2 separate regions of the Muntiacus reevesi genome follow, and region 2 is linked to region 1. The links are chromatin contacts, called in public Hi-C maps. All regions are on one chromosome and are shown on one strand. The core of a region is the stretch at or near the end of the contact, and the rest is flanking DNA. Distances in the headings are between cores, read along the strand shown. Region 1 holds the start of SNX27 (sorting nexin 27). Region 2 holds the start of POGZ (pogo transposable element derived with ZNF domain).

Region 1 (4,325 bases), core at 879-3,378:
TCCTGGGGCGTCGCAGGGGGCACATTAGTAAAGAATCTGCAACAGACGTGGGTTTGATCCCTGGGTTGGAAAGATCCCCTGGAGTAGGAAATGGTAACCTGTTCCAGTATTCTTGCCTGAAAATTTCCATGGTCAGAGGATCCTGGCAGGCTACAGCCCATAAGGTTGCAATAAGTCAGACACAACTGAGCATGCACATACACACATCCACCTTCTTGCATATGACAAGAATGTAAGGCCCTGACCATTTTTACCAGGGTCATTTCTCAGGGTTATGTTTACAGTGAGCAGATGTGAGGAATGAAATAAGCTCTCTCTCCAGGATAAATAATACGTTTGCTTACTACTCCCTATAAAATGGTGTAGGTTCCCCAAGCTCAGTGTTCCCCAACTGTGGAGTTTAAGACCACCAAGTATACAGCATTCATCTGAGTCTTCTTGTCATCCTCATGGCACTTGGCGGGGCAAGAGGAATTAATACAAAGGGGCTGAAGTTGTTGCTACTGTCCTGAATAAAATTCCTCTGTCTCTGGCCCAGGAATCTTGGATCTTTTTTCAGCATTCATGAAACAGTAACAGACTTATTAGCTTGCCAGACTTGAGCAGTAAGTGCTTAAGCAAGCTATTTTTCATATTTTTGTTCTTGTTCTTCTTACTTGACTTGCCAGGCATTCTGCACAATATTTGTAAGTTTGTGTTTGTGTAGTTAGCCAAAAAACATCAATTACTGCTATTTACAAAGAACACTACTGTGCTCTTGGGGGAAACAAAATGAATTTGAAATACAGGTAACTTCAAAATCATTGTGCAATACTATGTTATCATTTATATGTGAAATCTAAGACATAAAACACAATAGTGAACATAACAAAAAAGAAACAGATTCTCAAAGAAAGAAAGAAAGAAACGCTCAGATACAGAAAACAAGCTAGTGTTACCAGTGTGGAGAGGGAAGGTAGGAGGAGCGTGATAGGGGTTGGGAATTAAGAGGTACAAACTACTGGGTATAAAATAAGTAAGTTACAAGGCTACATTGTGCAGCACTGGGAATATAGCCAATATTTTATAATAATTATAAATGGGGTATAATCTTTAAAACTTGTGAATCACTATGTTGTATCCCTGAAACTTACTTAATATTGTAAATCACTATATTTCAGTAAGAAAAAAAATGAACATTTTAAAACTAAAAAAAAAACAAACCCAAAAAACAAAATCACTACTCAATTGAAATTATTACTTGGCCACTCCAATATCCAGGTCTAAATCACTGAGACTATAGTTTCCTCTCCATAAGTTTTTACATAGATGGGGCACTCTGGGTTGAGAAGATCCCCTGGAAAAGGAGATGACAACCTGCTGCAGCATTCTTGCCTGGAAAATTCCAAGGACAGAGGAGTCTGGAGGGCTATAGCCCATGGGGCCCCCAAAAGAGTCAGACACAACAGTTCTTATGTAGTTGCAATATAAGAAAAGAATGTTGCACAAAAATAACTGGGCTTTAGTTCCTGTTACTTAATAGCTGGATGACTTTGGTTCAGTTTCCTCATATGTTAAATAAAGAAATGAATTCATGACCCAGTTGTCTCACAAGATTGTTGGAGTTCCGAAATAAAATAATGTATGTAGGGACTTCCCTGGCAGTGCAGTGGTTAAGACTTCTGCACTTCCACTGCAAGAGGCACGGGTTCCATTCCTGGTGGGGGAACTAAGATTCTGTAAGCTGGCAGGCAGGATTTGGGGGGAGAAAAAATAAAGTAATAATGATGTATGTAGCCACAAAATACTGAACAAACGAGTTATAATTTAAGACTGTGTTGAATCACAAATGTCAAATCTGTCCTATTAGAATTGTTTTTAGAAGTTATGAAATGAAAGGAAAATTAAATTTGCCCCGCACCAAAAGATGAATCTGTCACGTACATTCTAGGCCGGATTAGGGACTCCCGGTCCAACAGGATAAAACGAGCATAAAAGACGAACTACAACCCCCAGCAGGCTTTGCGTCCCGAATTGCGTCGTATAACCTCAGCTCCGGCCCGGGCCCAGCCCTCTCCCCGCCCCCACCAATCAGAAACTACATCTCCCAGGAGGCTTCACGGCATCTAACCGTCCTCTTTTCCCCCCGCCCCCTGTTTCCCCTTAACCCGCGCCGGTAGCTCCGTGGCCGACTAGGGTCCGGCGGTCGGCGGAGCGGGCGCGCGCGCCGGGGGTCGCGCGGCGGCTGAGAAGGGCGAGCACGCGCGGAGGGAGTGGAGGTGTAGCGGGGTGGGAGTACGGCTTGCTAGCTCGCAAGATGGCGGACGAGGACGGGGAAGGGATTCACCCCGCAGCCCCTCACAGGAACGGAGGTGGCGGCGGCGGTGGGGGGTCTGGGCTCCACTGCGCCGGGAACGGCGGCGGGGGAGGCGGCGGCCCGCGGGTGGTGCGCATCGTCAAGTCCGAGTCCGGCTACGGCTTCAACGTGCGGGGCCAAGTGAGCGAGGGCGGGCAACTGCGGAGCATCAACGGAGAGCTGTACGCGCCGCTGCAGCATGTGAGCGCCGTGCTGCCCGGGGGGGCAGCCGACCGGGCCGGGGTGCGCAAGGGGGACCGCATTCTGGAGGTGTGAGTATTGGGGCTGCCCGCTGTCCCACCCCGCCCCCTCCCCTCCGTCTGTCCCTGCATTTCTCCTCTAACCCTGTCACCCTCAGGCCGCACCTCCCTGCAACCCCCGAAACGACCCTCCGGTCCCCCGCCCCTCCACGGAGGTTGACCCTTTTACTTCCCCACACCCTGGGTTTCTGGGACCTCCACCTCCCTCCCTGTAATCTCCCAGCGTCCCTCCTGCTGTTACCCCTGCCCCCATTGCTTTGGCTTCTTTTCTGTCCCGCTTGCCTTCCCCCCTCGGCATGCTGCCGCCTTCTCCGCTTTCCTCTTGTTGAACCTCTTTCTGCTTCTGACTGACAGCATCTCCTTTTCTCACCCAGCCACTGTGTGTCCCCCCCTCCCCAAGTTCTCATCTTGGACATCAGTTTCTTGCGCTCTACCACTCCTTTCAGCCCCCGTAGACCGTCCCTTCTGTCCTCTAGACCAGAAGCAGGGCCTTTGGTCTGCTCCTACTTTTCTCCGAAAACAGATCCCTCCACGCCGCACTCCCATTTGCTTCCCTTAGCTACCCTCTCCTATGGTTAAGCACTCGCTGTATTTTTGTATCCTACCGTGTGTCCCCTCTTTTTGTGTATTCATACTCCAAGAACACCTTCTTCTCTGACGCTTGGGGTTCTTTTGGTTGGTGGTGGTGGTGGCGGTGGCGGCGTCGTCTTTGACACGATGGTTTGTCTTCACAGTAGTCCCTACATCACATCAGGATTTTGAATCTAGTATCTCCATCACACCTCTCTGAGAGCACCTCTGTTCTGGCCCTCGTCTTCACTCCTGCACGGTACTCATACTTCTTTTGAGTCAGAGCTTTATGGTAGAACGCTCCCTAGCTGGTACTTCCCCCGAACTACAGCCCTTTTGGGGTCTTCACCTCCCCACTTTTACAGGGCATGCCGTTTTCATTCTCTGCTGTCTTCCCTTGTTATCTCAAGCTTTATTTTTATTCTTTCTCTCCTCTGGGTTGCTTTCCTTTTCTTCTCTTTTTAGGCTCCTTCTGCTGTAGCAGCCCTTCCTCTTTCCTTGCTCCACCCCTCCCCCTTCATATTCCTTCATCCTTACTTCCTCACTGCATCCCTTAAAACTCTGGCAGGATGCTGCCCTGTTTTGCAGTTTCTTTGCAGACCTCCTCCACTTCTTTAATCCAGCTGTTGCATGTGTGTTTTTATACTTTGTATTAAAATTTATATAGTGCTTGCTGAGTGACTGGTAGATGGTGTATACGCTGTCTCCCTTCTCAGCAGTCTTCTATCTTACTGTCTTGTATATTCCTTTTTCCCCACACTTCTGTTCTTCCTTTCAGAGTTTAGATTTGCCCTCATGAATCTTTCTCTCTTTTCTTTTTTTTTTTTTGGCCTTGCTTTGCTCCTTGCAGGATCTCCATCCCCCTACCAGGGATCTAACCACCACCCCCCGCCCCGCCCAAGGCAGTGAAAGCTCAGAGTTCTAACCACTGGACCGCGAGGGAATCCCCTCTTTCTCATATTTATTTTAACTGTAATTTCCCTCACCTTTAGCCTTTCCTCTAGTAGGACAGTAGGTTTGATCAAAGTTTCAAGGGAATAGTGTTTTGAAGGACCGTTAGCGGGTCTATCCTTTCTTATTCAGCTCATGCCTCTTACCTTTATCCTTGACCTTCTTACTCTGTGGTATCCCTTCATTCTGTTTCCTCTTACCTTACACTT
Region 2 (4,076 bases), core at 330-2,829, 150 kb before region 1:
AGCTGAAGGACTGAAGATTAAAAAAGTACAGACGATACACCCACCTCAGCATCCCATCCAAATATGCTTGTAGCTGAGGTATCCCGCAAACAGCACTTTTAGCGACCTGCAAGGTACTTTTTATGCATTCTGAAGTTAAGACCGATTGTGCTAAGTAGTTCGAACTCAGAATCCAAATTCCAGAGCCAAAAGCAACGGGTCTCATAATTCAACGTCGTTTGCCAAGCAGCAGCCCTCCGCCCCCGCCGTTTCCCTTCATCTAGATGGAAAAATTCCTTTGAAAGTAAAATTGCACGTCTCTGGGGTTTTGCGCGGAGGTGGGAGGTGTCTAAAGGAGTGTAGAGGGCTGGGCCATAGTATGCAATAGAATGAAGGCTATTCCGAGATGGGACACCTGTATCTCAGTTTCCATCTCTAAAAAGAAGTTTGGATTAAATGTCTTATAAGACTCTTTCCAGCTCTACCTTTTTCTGAGTCGAAAATATCCTAGACAAGCAGAGAAACGTCCTGTATTATTAACAGTTTGAAGGAATCCCGCGTCTGACGAGAGAGAAAGCAGGACAACTTGCGAAAGCAGAAGAAGCAGGTGGATCAACGATATCCCTCCTTTTCAGAAGGTGCTAAGAAGCTAGAGAAAATAGTCCCTGGGATAAACATGGCGCCCACCGCGGCAGGATATAACCATACAAAAATAAGCTTTTTCCGCCCCATCCCATTTTATAAATCACGGCGCCATCCCGAAGAAATTTTAGAGCCAGGGGAGGAGACTTTGTAAACTAACTGCAGCGCACTAAGGCTTCGGATGTACTATAGGCGGGATTACATAACACAAGGGAGCGGCTAGGCAATCACTCATTTTCCTCCCCGCGCTCAAAAAGAGCGCCCCACTAGTTCCCCGGCGGGGGTGGCGGGGGTGGCGGGGGAGGGCCGAGCACCACCCCCACCCCCGGGGGACGTCGGCCCGCCGGCCTCCCCGGCGCGGCCTCGCCCCCTCGCCCGCCCCTCCCGCCGCGCCTCGCCGTCTCGCCACCGCCCGCGCCTCCGCCCCTTCCCCAGCGGGCCGCCGCCCGCACCCGCGCCCGCCCACTCCTCCGAGACGCCTCGCGCCGGGTGTGCGTGTGGACGTCGGCTGTGTGCAGGACCGTGGGGCGCGAGTGCGCGCGCGCGCCGCGGCGGGCGCCGGGGGGCGGGGGCGGCCGGCAGGCTGACAGGGGCCTCCCCGGCCCGGCCCGCCGCGCGGCTCCCGAGGCGCACGCACTCATACACGCGCCCGCGCGCCGCACCCCACGCCGGCTGCCGCCGCGGACCGCGCCGCCACTCGAGGGGGGCGGGGGCGGGCGCCACCGGGCCCCCGCCCCCACTCCTCGCGTTCCCGCCCCATCCCCCTCTCATTGTCTCGCCTCGGAACGTCTCGCCGAGCAAAAAGATAACGGAACCCCCGGGAGAGGGGGTGGGGAGTGGGAAGGCTCGCTCGCTCACTCACCTCCCGTGGTCGTCGCCGCCGGTAGTCTGACCCGAGGAAGGCGCCGTCGCCTTAAAGGGACCTTGCACCCGGCGCCGGGAGAAGGGGGTGGGAGCAGGGGAGGGGACGGGGGCTTGGGGGGGAGACGGAGAAGAGGGAACCGTTGAAATCTCGTCTCCGCGAGGGTGAAAGGAAACCTCCCTCGGGTTCGAGTGATTTGGGGTGGATTTTTTTCCCGAGGGGGGCGGGGGGGCCCCGAGGGAGGGGGGCGGGGGGGGCCAAGGAATGCGGCTCCGTGTACGGGAGCTGGCGCGGGGGAGAGAGACGCCGACTCCCCCCACCGACCCTCTCGCTCCGCGGAGGGATACGGCTCGTCACTTCCGCCCTCCCCCTTTCGTGGTTTTTCAATTGGTTGGAGTGAGTGGCACGTCATGGACTCATACTAACTCATGCCCGGGCTTCTTTTCTAGTCAAGTTTGTCTGGGCCTGCAGATAAATAAATAATTTAAAAAATGAAATGGAAAATAATTAGCTTTAGAAGCAATCTCTAAATTTTGGTGAGAACGATGGGGTTTCCAAAGAAAATACTTCCCTGCACTTCCTGGGAAAATTTTGAGAATCTCCACACTTTCCACCCAAGGCTTTTACCTAATCAAGAGGACATCATGCTATAGGCCAGATGGTGAGGCCCAATGGCACCAACGACTGTCATTGGAACAAAGGCATCAAAATGGCACTCACTGTACCTCAAGAGACATTTCAGTCAAGTAGCATTAAGTGAAGAGCTTTTAAAAGCTATTTTTACCCTAAACCTTTCTAGATTCTGGAAGCCACACGTGATTGCTTATCAAGGTGATTCATGTATGGAAACTGCTTTGAGATGAATAGACTCGTCATAGATCTTCAAAGAAACTGTAGACTCCCCAATAGCTTTTTGCTCCAATCAAGGCTGAGATGGATTGGCCCAAAGAAATTGTTTGGTCCATTCAAGATTATCCTCCTGTTATTCTTCCTCAAACAAAAATTAACCTCTTTCCCAAGTGACTTAAGAAATTTTTTCCTTTATTACCTCCTGAGGTGATAAAATTTTAGTATTTTCTTTGGATATTTGAGGATATTATTGCTCTTTAAGCAATACACAACTATTTGTTCCAAACCAAATGCTAAATCAAAGTACTTGGTGCAAGACTAGGTGGATGCAGAACCATATTTATTCCTTCTCTTGTACACACTCCAAACCACCAGACTATGAAAACAGGTAGTGGAAGGAAGCATCCCAGATTGTTCACCTGTGGACATGCATGCACCACCACCCATTTTCATCATCCCATTTCAAACCAGAAACATGTGAGTGATTTCAGCTAGTCATTCATAGGAAGAATTTTATTCTTTGAATTGTAAGAATCACTGAGCCTTCTGAAAATACTTCTGAAGCTTTTCCAGACCTGATCTGGAAAGGCCCATGGTGGGGTTATGGAATGAATCATCAAAAGACATTCTGCATGAAGCTCTAATCCTATTTTATGTTTTCTCCCCCAAATTATTATAATTCATTATAATGTCATTTGACTCTGAAATATTCTTGCTGAAAAATATTTTGCCATGCTCTTAAGGGCCAACTTATGATCTATGCCAATGAGGTCTATGCCAATGAGGTCTAACCCAGCAGATTGTACCATCTCCCATTGATCAATAACCATTAGAGTACCTTACTGAAAATGCATCTATGCATCCATTCATTTATTCAGCAAATACTTCTTGAGTACTTGCTATAGGCCAGGCACTGTTCTAGGTGCTGGGAATGCAATAACAAAGAAAACAAAATCCTTGAACTCATGAAACTTTAGTGAGGAGAGACATACAATATACATGTAAATTGTTCCAATATCTATTATAGAACAACAAATGGTTGCAAAACTTAGTGGCTTAGCACAACAGTTTTACTCTTATCCCTCACGGTTCTGGAAGTTCATTAGACTAAGCTTAAAAGTTCTCACTTGGAGTCTCATGCAGTGGCTGAGGCTGAAGTCATCTCAAAAGCTTCCTCAGAAGTTTAGAAGTTGATGATGACTGTTGGCTTGGACTGCATCTAGGGCTGTTGGTCAGAACAGTCAACAGTTGGCTTCTCCATGTGGCCTAGGCCTCCTCATATCATAATGGTTGTGTTCCAAGATTGAGGGTCCCAAAAGGACCAGGCAGAAGTTGTATGGGTTTTTGTGACCTAGCCTCAGAGGTCACTGAGGCTAGCATCAGTTCCACCACAGTTACAGACCCACCTTGGTTCAAGAGGGATGGGAAACATCTCTCAAAGGAAGTAGCAGAAACGTCACATTGTAAGAAAAGTGTGTGGAATGCGAAATCTTGTTGTGGTCATCTTGAAGAATACAATCTACCACACAAATAAATGAATATATAAGAGTGATACGGTGTAAGTGCTAGGGGTGAGGAAAAGGGAAGGATAAGGAACTGGGGGTGTGGTACAGCAGTAGGGGTGGTTGGAGAAGGCTTCGTCATTAAGGTGACGTTTGAGCACAGATCTAAAGAAGGTGAAGTCAAGTTCAGGTTTTATTCTTAGTGAAAGTGAAGTCGTGGGAGGATTTTGAGCCAAGGAGTG

What was found. Hi-C and Micro-C count contacts between places; a contact is called where the count stands out from the background.
Region 2: a Hi-C map of muscle shows a contact between it and region 1, with 3 times the contacts expected there. The contact joins the promoter of POGZ here to the promoter of SNX27 in region 1. A contact is called at or near these places in 2 of 3 Hi-C or Micro-C datasets (blood and muscle).

What each region holds. Positions count from the first base shown.
Region 1 is chr1:81,735,453-81,739,777 of mMunRee1.1, reverse strand. It overlaps SNX27 (sorting nexin 27), which reads left to right and starts at 2,128. Exons shown (of 12, transcript XM_065904117.1): 1 at 2,128-2,607. The coding sequence starts at 2,297.
Region 2 is chr1:81,881,826-81,885,901 of mMunRee1.1, reverse strand. It overlaps POGZ (pogo transposable element derived with ZNF domain), which reads right to left and starts at 1,579. Exons shown (of 18, transcript XM_065904242.1): 1 at 1,484-1,579.